Linked DNA regions of Mus musculus: all the other regions are linked to region 3. The links are chromatin contacts, called in public Hi-C and promoter capture Hi-C maps. All regions are on one chromosome and are shown on one strand. The core of a region is the stretch at or near the end of the contact, and the rest is flanking DNA. Distances in the headings are between cores, read along the strand shown.

Region 1 (3,755 bases), core at 191-2,690, 2.7 Mb before region 3:
ATTCCCAGGAGGATGGGAAGAGTCAGCAGGCGGCAAGAACTCCACCATCAATCAAATCTGAGAAACACAAGAGCAAACACACATGCTCTTCAGATGACTTCAAGGCCCAGGTTTCAGGACTTCCGTGAGGTTCAGGCTACAGTTATCTGGATACGCTCCCATGAATAGGACTAATTTCAACTTTGAACCCTTTTGGTAAGCAGAAATCCCCCACAGGTAGAGTTCCTGGTAAGCAAGGCCTGGGGGCATAGCCATGACCAAGCTCCTGCTAACCTTTGCCCCTTGAAGTTTCAGTCACTTTTTTCCCCGTAAATTAACCTTCAATAGACATGTTGAAGGTCCATTTTGTGGAGGTTCTTTTTTAAAAAGTTGCTTTCTTACATTTGTATCTAGGTTGCGGTGCATGTGTGTGGGCAGGTGCATGCCATGGTTCACCACAGAACACATGCTCAGGTCATAGGTCTCCTGGGAGTTCTCTTTCCAAAGTGTGGGTGCTAGAGGCTGAACTCTGCTCATCAGGTTTGGCAGCAGGGGCAGCTGGACCATTGTGCTGACCCTGTAGTTTCTTACATAACCAGTATTTTCATTTTTATTACCCCTAATATACAATAGGCATATAATATTGACTGTGACATTGTGAGTTTACTTATGTGTGAACATAAACTCTCGTGTTGGGCAACTTGTATAAAGTACCAGCCAGTAGTATAGTTTTGACTTCGCGGGTAACTATTCAACTCTGAAATTGTAATAAGAAAGCCAATGCATAAGCAAACGAGCATGCTGTGTTCTAATAAAATTTTATGGTCACGGAAATCTAAGTTTCCCCTAACTTTCGTGTGCCACAAAATACTATGCTTTTGTCTCAGCTATTTAAAAAACGCCAAAAGCACTGTTAGAAGTCTTTATAAAAGCCAGGCAGCAAGTGGGTTGGAGTTTGTTAACCAGATGCTGTAGAAAAAGCTGTCCTGTCCCGTGGGGGATCAAGACCCGATTCTCCAGCTAGCAAATGTGGGGTCTCCTACAGCTAGCAGTGTCTAGTTGCTTTTTAGGAGCATCTAAGTCCCACCGCGGTTTCCCTAGACACGATCAGGTTCCTGGTACATACAGCGAAGGAGACTCTTGAAGATTCCCAGGCCTCGCCGTGTGTACGCAGCAGGCAGTGGGTACTCACCGAAGCGGGTTCGAATCCTTCCCAGCAGGGTCGCAGAGCAAGCTTCAAGAGCGTTTCATGCCTACCACTGCCCGGTGCTCACCTAGGCAGCGAAGTCCACTGCGCTTTCATAGCCTCCCCTACGCAGGGCCTGAGGGCGTGGCTACTGTAAAGCTCCTCCCCCAAGAGAAAGGCGGGGCTCCGGCGTGCCGGAGCAGGCTGGACCTCTGAGGTTCGGCCGGGCTCCCCGCCGCAGCCAATCAGCAGCCGGCGAGGCGCGGCCACTTCCTGGTGGGAAGGCCGGGCTGTCTGCGGAGCTCGCTGGTCCGAGTGTCCCGCATCGGGTTGCGCGCGGATCCGGAGCGGCCGCGGCCAGCGCAGGCTTGGCGCCCAGTTCTCGTGTGCGTGTGGGGCTCCCGCGGCTGAGCCTGGTCGCTCCGTGTAGCGCCATGTCCAAGCCACCTCCCAAACCGGTCAAACCAGGTAAGAGTGGTGTGCGCTGCGCGTGCGGGTCTCCAGGCTGCGGGACCCGGTGCTCGAGTTCCCGAGGAGCGTCCTCGGACTCTGTCCACACGGCTCGCCAGGACGTTCTAGCGGTGTGGTGGCAGCACCTCGGTCGCGGCCACTTCCTCATATTTCGCCCTGTCGCTGTCAAGTTGGAGTTCTTGACCGGCAGGCGAACGGGAAGTGCGCTGCGGCTGGGTGGGGTTTGCGCCCGGGCTGGAGCGGGCCAGGGACCCGAGGTCTCCCGGGAGCTTTGGAGAGCTGCTCGGGCGCTGCCAGCGGGACAGCCGGGCTGCAACCCTCTCGGCTCCTAGCTTTAGGCAGTGTCGCTCTGTCATGCATCCTAGTGTTTTTGCTTAGGGTGACTCTCGCGAACTAAACTGGAGAGAGTACGAAGTTCCTCAAAGCAGTTTTCTTGACCGCCCTTCCTGGTTCACTTTTAAAAACGTTGTTCTTAGAGTGTTTTCTGTGATATGGAGAAACGAGACTAAATAAACTCGTGGGAATTTTCATTTGGATAGGGAATTGACAGGGATCGTAAAAAAATGGGAGATGAATGTTTGATGAATTCCCAGACCCCTTTTCCTAATCTCCTGCAGCTTTGGTATTACAAAGGCTGAAAGCCATTTACATCAACTTTTATAGCTGCTTATGCTGCTGCTTCAGTGATTTTTTTTTTTTTTTTTTTTTGCCCTTGAGGTTGTTTTATTGGTTTTGCTTTGCTTGTTTGTTTGTTTTACTAAAGTGACAGTCACTTCAACTTCAATAATTATCCAGTTTCCTTCTTTTGTGGCAGCATCAAGCCCCTGACTTTGAAAATAATGCACACATATTTGTGAAACAGGCATTCGCTGTCGACGTAAATTCTGTAGGGCCGGAATATGAAGGAAGTGGCTCAGACTGGCTTTGGCCTGAGCAGAGGCTGGGCGGGTGCTGGTTGAGGCTGCCCTCGACGTGAAATCTGAGAAGTTTGCAATTTGCAATTTAGATGCGGATGTATGAGGTGGCAGTTTTGTAAACTCTGCTGTAAGTCAGTAAGTACCTCGAGGGTCCAACTAAGCTGAGTTCTTTGATGGCTGAACAAAGCTCTTGATTTTGAAGAATGTGCCGAGAATCGGTTCGTGAAGTTTTTCATTCCCCCAGACACAGTAAAAGTGAAGTCAGTGTTGAGTCTGTGAGTGTTGGCAGGAGCCTGCCCCTGTGTACGTGATTGTGAACTTGTGTGTTCATGCACCCTTGGGTGTGGTTTAGGACCCAGCCTGTTACTAAGTCGAGGTTTGCTCTGGGAACCAGTTTTGTTGTTTACATCTCTGCCTTTTCCTCTCCAGCAAACCAGAAAACACATGGCTAAACATTTTTACTATTTAGAGAGAACTTTGACTTCACTTTGGATTTATAAGTGAGGCCCAAACATAGAGTTGCCATGAAAGTCGGTTTATTTACCTAGTAATGGATAATGAGAAATATTAGTGTCAGTAGGACTTAAGCTTTGTGCTTGCTTACTTGAAAACAGAAAGTTTTATTTTCATACTGTCCCACATGTACTGTGTGCTAGGCGCTTGTCTAGTCACACATACGTGTTTGAATTCATTCACTTCTCAGTAACCTACCAGGTCAGTAACTGTTTTTTTATTCCCAGTGTCCAGGGGGAGTAGGCACAACAAGTTAACTCATCTCCTCTCAGCAATGGGGTGGTGATGTATGGGTCATAGAGGAGTGCAACTCAGATGTTTGACTCCAGGATTTGTGCTTTGCTCCTGTGTGAGGAGCCCTGAATATTTTACAACTGGATAGGAATCTCAAAGAACCAGGTTTCTGGCCCCCAGCCAGACTGCTTTATGCACAGCCATGCTGAACACCCCTGGTTAGGGTACAGCAGGTGTACTGTGCTTTCTTCCCTTGGCAAGTCACGGGGATGAAGGTCTCCAAAGAAGCTGGGCATTCCTGAGACTATATCTAAGTTTTAATTTGTCACTTGCTGCTTTGTTTACACCCTCTCTCTTCTCCAAAATATTTCTAAACATTCAAATTATCAGAGAGAGTTGGGGGAGAGGGAGAAGACAAAGGCTTGGGGCAGAGAGGGAAGAATAGTAAAAAAGGA
Region 2 (3,700 bases), core at 113-2,612, 2.8 Mb before region 3:
TTTAATCTCAGCACTCGAAAGGCAAGAGGAAATGTGGATCTCTGGGTTCGAGGCCAGCCTGGTCCAGGACAGCCAGGGCTACACGAAGAGAAAATTTCCGTTATCTTATCAACTTTGTTATAAAATAACTAGAAAAGGACACTGAGCAGACGCATGCCAAGGTGGCTGAGTTTGGCGAGCTCTAAGAATCACCCTTGCTTCTTCACCTCATGCTCCACCAACTTATGCAAGAACTGCTTTAAAGAAGGCTCTTGAGTCCCTAAGTCGGGCCAATGCTGTGCGATACATATATAGTATGGGTTATAACTCACTCGAAGGCCGGGCAGTGGTGGCCCACGCCTTTAATCCCAGCACTTGGGAGGCAGTGGCAGGCGGATTTCTGAGTTCAAGGCCAGCCTGGTCTACAGAGTGAGTTCCAGGACAGCCAGGGCTACACATAGATAAACCCTGTCTGAAAAAGCAAAACACTCACTTTAAGTTTTCTAGTCACGTGTCTAAAAATAAAATTAACAAACAGTACACCCAATATGCGGCAAGTTGCTTCGTGTGTAACACAGTTCAGAACCCGACCCTTTATCTTAAAACATATTTGGCGCTCCTACTCTTCTTACACTTAAAACACATAAGTTTGGTCAAGTTATATTTCTAGTGTATTCTGTCTGATCACATGGCTAGCGGCTACCAAAACAAAGCAGCGGAGAGGACAGTGAGTCCAACAATCCATTCTCACAGCACTGAACATTAGGAGTTAACAGGTCCTCTGATGAATGCTACTGGAAAGCATGCTAGAAGTTCTACAGCATTCCCCATCAAATTAAACGCCTCTCTCCCGTTGGTCACTGAGCTGACCCTCTAGGGTCCAGCCCGTCTGGCCCACTCGATGGCCCGACTTCCGCGGCCTGGCACCGAGCTCCGGGCTAGTGAGTAGCGGACCTACCTGGCTGTGCACCCCGTCGGCTACCTGCGGGCTGCCCGCGCTTTCTACTCTGTCGCCGCCGCCCGCGGCCCGGGGTTCCTCCTGCTCGCCAGGAGGTGGCTCTCCGGGCTCCCGGCTACAGCCCTGCAGCTCCTGTCTGTCGTCCCCGCCGCCGCGTCGCTTGCGGGGCGCAGACGCAGGCTCCGCCATGATCCCCGCGTCCCCCTGGCGCTTGAGGGGCCGAGCCGTCCCAGACGGCGGGACCCAGAGCGGCGGCTCCTCGGGGAAGTCGCTGAGCAGGAGCCGCTTCCAAGGCACGCGGAACGTGAGCGGCTCAGCCGCACGCCGCTTGGCCATGGGCCAGGGACGAGGGTCGCGCGGGCGGCGGGCGGAGGGCGAAGGGCAGCGCAGAGCTCGGCTGTCCCGAGGGCGGACGAGACGTTGTGGGGGAGCCACCGCGCAGCGCCGGAGTTTCGAACCTGCGCCGTGATGCGCGCGCACCTGCGCCCATCCAGCACAGCCGCTGGTTGGTGGAGGCTCGCGGTTCGCGTTCCCGAGCGCCCTTGCGGCCGGAAGTGCGCCCTCTGAGGGGGCGGGGCATGGGGATGTGGATGGAAGGAGGCCGCTACCCCCTGGCGGCCTTCTTTTGACTTGCACGGTTGTTCGCATTCCCCTGTGTGTGCGCCTCTCGGTCCCCAAGCGAGGACTCGGGCAGGAGCGGCCGAAAGACTCCGCGGCCTCAGAGGTCCCAGCGGCAAGTGCGCTGGGGCCCTTTCCTCTGTGCTGCGATCCTGGGGCGGCGGAAGTGTCTGCTTAGCCCGCAGCGGCCTGCAGGTTCCAGGACCTCTCCAGTGGGTGGTGTCTTGGCAGAAAAATGTAAACCGTGGCAGAAATAAGTCCGTACTTTTTTTTTTTTTTTTTTTTTTGGTAAAAAGCAAAAAGTAACTAAAGGATAGGGTGCTTGCCTACCATGCCCAAGGCCTTAGATTCTATCCCCAGTGCTGCAAGGATAAGGAGAAAACGCAGTAACCAAACAAAACTAAGGAAAAAACAAAACAAACAAAAAGAAACCAAGCCCATCAACGCTCCGGAGAAACATTCTTTCTAGGGCATGGTAGAGCTGTTTTAGCTGATAGGTACTGTGTATGGGTGTATTTATGAATATGCGCCATGTGCATGCTTAAATATCTCTAGATGTAGTTGTAAGCCATCTACACAGAGAAACTTCCTTCCAGCACTGGGGATTGAACCTACGGCCTTGGGCATGGGAGGCAAGATCTCTATCCTTGAGTTACTTTTTGCTTTTACCGAAAGACTAAAATACTGGCTCAAACAAACCCATCACGGTTTGCATTGGTGGGAGGACAGCAAATAACCAACAAGCACAAACAGCGTTATCGGTAGTGTACAGAAAGTTCTGTTTGATCGCTCCATTTCCTGTTTGCACTTGGTAATTCTTCCACCTGGAACAAATGATAAATTCGCCATTGCCATTTTCACACTAGTGACACAGATGATTTGTTGTGCGGAGACCATGTTCCAACACAATAGAATACAACATGGGCAGGTGTGTTCCTTCTGTTCTCCAGAATCTTGCTGCCCTCCCCCCACCCCGCCCCTCATTCCTTGTGATACTTAGCATTATGTACACAAGGTAGTATAAAGCATATGCATAGCTAAAATGACCGTAACACGCAAGTGTCCCTGCCTGGCTTCAGAAGGGAAAGAGCATCTGTGTGCCTCTTCACTGTCCCGTTTCTCTTTCCTGTCCCCAAGTAGTCTTGTTTCGGACCATGAATTACTACTTCTTTGTAATTTCCCCCTCAGTCCACTCACTTATCTGTATTTCTAAGATGCTTTTTTGGATTTGCTAATATTTTAAGATATACTAAGATCTAGCTGACATACAATACGCTGCTTATTTTTAGACGTGGCATTTTGCCATACATACACATGCGCCTGCGAAGACATGAGAGTGCATCGCCTTAAAAGCTTTATCTTAAAAGTGGTTTGGAAAACCTTTAGTCCTAGCACTCGGGAGGCAGAGGCAGTCTGTGAGTTCTTGGCCAGTCTGGTCTACAGATCTAGTTCCAGGATAGTCACGGCTACACAGAGAGACCCTGTCTTGAAAAACAAAATCTATAAATGCTAAGAGCATTGTTCAAAAATGCGTTGTACAGATTTATTACAAAGTGTTTTTCTGAATGCTTTTTATAGCACCAGAGGTTGTTTATTATTATTATTATTATTATTATTATTATTATTATTATTATTATTTTGCATCCTCATCAGCAAACAATATGGCCAATGTGAAATGGTATCTCATTGTGGCCTCAATTTGCATCTCACCCAATCAGTGAAGCTGGACATGTTTTTTTGTTGTTGTTGTTTTTTTGGTTTTTTTTTTTTTTTTTTTTTTTTTTGTATTTATAGATTTTTGGTTTTGGTACAGGAATCCTTGTTAATTGTTGTAGCTTCCCCTAGCCTTGAGTAGGCTGGCTTTGACCTTGCTGCCAAAGAGTAAGAGACCACCTGGGGTGGAGCCTCCGATTTAGATGGCTCTATTGTTCTGTCACGTGTCACTGCTCTTCTCCAAGACACTGCTACCTGCTGAGAGGCCCTGGAGATATTCCGCAGACAGCATCTAGACATTACCTACAGACTGGCAACAGGCATCAAGAATGGATTGGCGGGCCGGGCATTGGTGTCACATGCCTTTAATCCCAGCACTTGGGAGGCAGAGGCAGATGGATTTCTGAATTCGAGGCCAGCCTGGTCTACAAA
Region 3 (3,903 bases), core at 193-2,692:
TCCAGGACTAGGCCTAAGTTAAGCTCCAGACAACAGTTAAATCAGGTGAATAAAGTTTACCAAGTTCCTTTGTATAGTCCTGGCTGTCCTGGAATTTGCTCTGTAGATCAGGCTGGCCTTGAACTTAAGGCTTACCTCTACTTCTACCTCCCCAGTAAGACACCGCCTATCTCCAGCTATGTAAGTTTTTAAACTAAGGTGCTGAAGAAGGCCGTGGACCTGGCTTTATTCGGCCTTTTCTAACAATTTTGCTCTACTACTCCCAGACTCAAAGCAGTGTTTCTGTTCACAGCCACACCCCTTCTACAGGTTATGGGAAACAAACAAGAGCCCAAATGCTCAAAGGCTGAATTGCACGCCTGTCAAACTGAGGCCACAGATGCGGAGATCAGCATTAACGCTCAGTAGGCACGGTGCCTATTCCTGCCATCCATTGTACAAAAGAACTTGGGAAAATGTTTTCATAGTAAAGGAATCTGGGTGAAACTGCAAAGTAGAGGGAAAAATGCTTTTAAAATGTTCTGGACTTCAAAAGAACTACCCTAGCATAGAAGGGGCCTTCTTGTTCCAGAATCTCAAGCGAGCCTCCAGCACAACTCCTTTGAAAAGGGAACTTGTGTGGAAAAGTTTGAACAGATGTGGCACTGTGCCCAGCTCGGCTCAGGGCCACATTCCTCCGGCCCTGACTATATTGTGCTCCCGTTAATACCTCCTCACAACTTGAGGACCTCCTGCACAAGAGCCAACATTCAGGTTCCTGCTCCTCAGTTCATGAAAGAGATAATGAGAGAACAGAGACTCAGCGACTTGAAAGAGGCTGTCCGCGATGAGGGTGGGGGTGGCGGTAGGGGTGGGGTGGGGCTGCCCCCAAAGTTCGTAGCCACCCGTGGGGCAGTGAGCTAGAGCGCAAGTGCAAATACAAAGGCTTCGTATGTGATTTTTGAGACAGGGACCCTCCACGTAGTGTGGCTGGCCTCCACGTAGCTATCCTCCTGATTTACCCTGCTGGGATTATCAGGTGCACCAGGTCACAATCCTATGACCGCACTCTTCAACCATTTCTACACGCTGCACCTCCTTCTTTGAGTGTCCTGTCTCTACGTCGGAGTGTCTGTGAGGGTCTTAGGAAAGTCCGGTGAACAGTGGGGACTGGCTCTGGGACAAATGCAGCATAGCCCAGCTCAGCTGGAGGTGGGCCAGGAGCAATGGGTTTGCGCGCCACCTCGAAGTTGTTCAGAGGCCAGGGCAGGGGACTCTGCGCCCAGAGGTGCGCGAAGGCAGAAGGCACCTCGCCACGCGGGTGGCTGGTGCAATCCCCTGCTCTCTTGCGTTGACCGCTAAAGCCGATTGAAATTCTAAACTCCAGGAGGAGTTGATTGATCGTAGACTCCGATAGTGAGCGTGGCCAATAGGGAGGGGAGCTTCTGAGCGAGAGCCAATCAGTGAGCGGCCTGAGACAGCGAACCAATGGAGCGCCGACTCAGCAGGCTGAAGCCCGCTCTGCCTTTGCATCCGGAGACGCGGGCTGTTCGCGTGGTCTCTGCTCCTGCCACTTCCCCTGCTGTCGCCTTAGCACCATGGAAGCCACCAAGCAAGTGGTTAACTTTGGGCCCGGGCCTGCCAAGCTGCCACACTCGGTAAGGTGGCTGGGGTTTGGTCGGAGTGCGGGCATCGGGATGTGGGGCGTCGGGATGCGGGTGTTGAGATACAGACAGCGGTGAGCAGGGATGCCGCCGTGGAGAGATAGTTGCTGAGGCCGAAATGCGCTCCTGTGCACAGACGCGGGCGTTCACTTCCAGCCGGCCTCCTGGTGGCGTGGCCTCTGCGGCTCCCGCGTGCACAGGCGAGCGTAGGAGTGTGAATGAATGGGCGGTCGGGGCGGCACGTTTCCTTCCGGGGAGCGCAGGCTAAGCTCCGGGCGCTGGGAGCATAGTCCTCAGAACTCGGAAATTGAAAGCTGCCGGCTTCTCCCTCTTCGCCTCCACCGAACCCACCCAGCCCTTAAGCCTTTCTCCTGGAAACCTGCCTGTCTCCTCAGACTCTGAAAGGCTTTGGTCTGTTTGGCCAAGTTCCATTCACTTGATCGGTGTGTCATCCCGTCCCATCCTGCACGGGTTCCTCCCGCACCCCAGCTGTGCGGAATGAGATGCCTCTCGTGGCCGGGAGCCCATGGACCAGCTGTCCAAGCTGCTATCTGGTAACCGCTTGCCACAGCTCGCAGGCATGGCCAAGAATTGTACAATTATCTTTTGTTGAACCCTGGCGATCTCCCCGGGACACCACGGTCTCTGTTGGGGTAGAAACAGGATAGTGTGAGAGAGGGAAAGACGCCTTTCTTTTGTAGGGACAGCGACACAAGCTGAGAACAGGGCTTTTTCTGCAGCCATTGCAGTTCATCTTACATGACGGTCTTTGGTAGAACTGTGGGACCTTCTGGGAGATCTCCCCCACCCCCATCCCTCTCTGTTTTGGAAAGCTCTGGGTTTTTTGTTTGTTTGTTTGTTTGTTTGTTTTGTTTTGTTTTTGCCAGGTTAGGTAAGGCAGTGTCTCTCAGTACAGGCTAGCCTAGAATTTACTTTGTACCGCACGCTGGTTTTGAACTATTCCTGCCTCCACCTCCCAAGAGAGCAGTGTCTTACTTAGGGTTACTATTGCTGTGATGAAACACTGTGGCCAAAAGCAACTAGTGGAAGGAAGGGTTTATTTCACTCACAGTTCCCTATAACAGTTCATTATCAAAAGCAATGAGGACAGGGACCTGGAGGCAGGAGCTGACGCAGAGGCCATGGAGGGGCGCTGCTTTCTGGCCTGCTCTCCGTGGCTTTCTCAGTCTTTATAGCACTCAGGATCACCAGCCCGGGGGTGGCACCGCCCACAGTGTCAAGTTGACAAAAATAGTCAGCATGTAGGAATTACAGGCATGTGCGATTAACTTCAATGTAGTAAGCCTTCTTGATTTAGTTTCGAAGCTTTCAAAATTCATGTATGGGTGTGTCTGTGTGTGGGTGTGTGTACGCGCATGGGTCAAGTGCCTGAGGAAGTGACTTAGAGGTGGTTGTGAGCTAGCTGATGTGGGCTCTGGAGCTCCAACTGCAACTCCTGGAAGAGCAGTCTGTGCTTGTCCCAGCTGAGCCATCTCTTCCATGACTTCTCCGGCCATCATTTAAAGGAAGGCACTTGGAAAAATTCACTGCTGGAGTAAACCTCTTGTAAATCTTAAGCTCCAGGGTATCGGAGGTCTTCTGGCTTCAGAGGGTAGATGTACAAATAAATGAATACTAAGATAAATTAAAAAAAAGACTGAAAATAAGTTCAAAGATGGTTTCAGATAGTAGGGGGACGGGATCTGGTAGAGCTCCTGCTTGCTGTTTGCTGAGGCAGGTCCTGTTTAATCCTGTTGAACGCACAAAACCCAAGACTCTGTCCCAGGTGCTTCTTTTAATAGGGATGTGTTCACTGAAATTTAACTTGAATGTTTTTGATTTATATATATGTGTGTGTGTGTGTGTATCATACTCCTACATATATAAAAAACTAAGATTCTGTTTTTGTTGCAGGTGTTTCTTTTAGAATATGAATGTATAAACTAAAATTTACTCAAATTGTATATATATACACACACACTATATATATATATACACATACATATTGAGATAAACATATATTACACACACACATGGCCAGTGCAGTTTCAACATAAAATTTAATGATATCTTGTTCTCTCTTTCTCTCTACCTCTCTCTCTTTTTAAGCTAGATTAGCAGGATAGGATTTGTACCCTTGTCAGTCTTCTACAGGTTTAAGTTACCGAACTCCTATCTACGACAGTTCTTAAATGGTATCTCTTCTTGTTTGTTTGAGATAAGGTCTCATTATATAACCCTGGCTGACCTGTTACTAATT

What was found. A called contact is a pair of places that touch in the nucleus more often than the background predicts. Capture Hi-C pulls out chosen DNA fragments and counts their contacts.
Region 1: a contact with region 3 is called in a promoter capture Hi-C map of adipose tissue, with 4 times the contacts expected there. A contact is called at or near these places in 1 of 39 promoter capture datasets (the HPC-7 cell line) and 2 of 9 other capture datasets (adipose tissue and liver).
Region 2: a contact with region 3 is called in a Hi-C map of B cells, with 6 read pairs. A contact is called at or near these places in 1 of 484 Hi-C or Micro-C datasets (B cells), 2 of 130 datasets of targeted methods (both in embryonic stem cells) and 1 of 9 other capture datasets (adipose tissue).

What each region holds. Positions count from the first base shown.
Region 1 is chr19:18,629,498-18,633,252 of GRCm38.p6, reverse strand. Ostf1 (osteoclast stimulating factor 1) reads left to right here and starts at 1,440. Exons shown (of 10, transcript NM_017375.3): 1 at 1,440-1,633. The coding sequence starts at 1,600. It overlaps Nmrk1 (nicotinamide riboside kinase 1), which reads right to left and starts at 1,237. Exons shown (of 9, transcript NM_145497.2): 1 at 1,172-1,237.
Region 2 is chr19:18,710,897-18,714,596 of GRCm38.p6, reverse strand. It overlaps D030056L22Rik (RIKEN cDNA D030056L22 gene), which reads right to left and starts at 1,362. Exons shown (of 2, transcript NM_001374130.1): 1 at 938-1,362. The coding sequence starts at 1,273.
Region 3 is chr19:15,922,598-15,926,500 of GRCm38.p6, reverse strand. It overlaps Psat1 (phosphoserine aminotransferase 1), which reads left to right and starts at 1,442. Exons shown (of 9, transcript NM_177420.2): 1 at 1,442-1,637. The coding sequence starts at 1,578.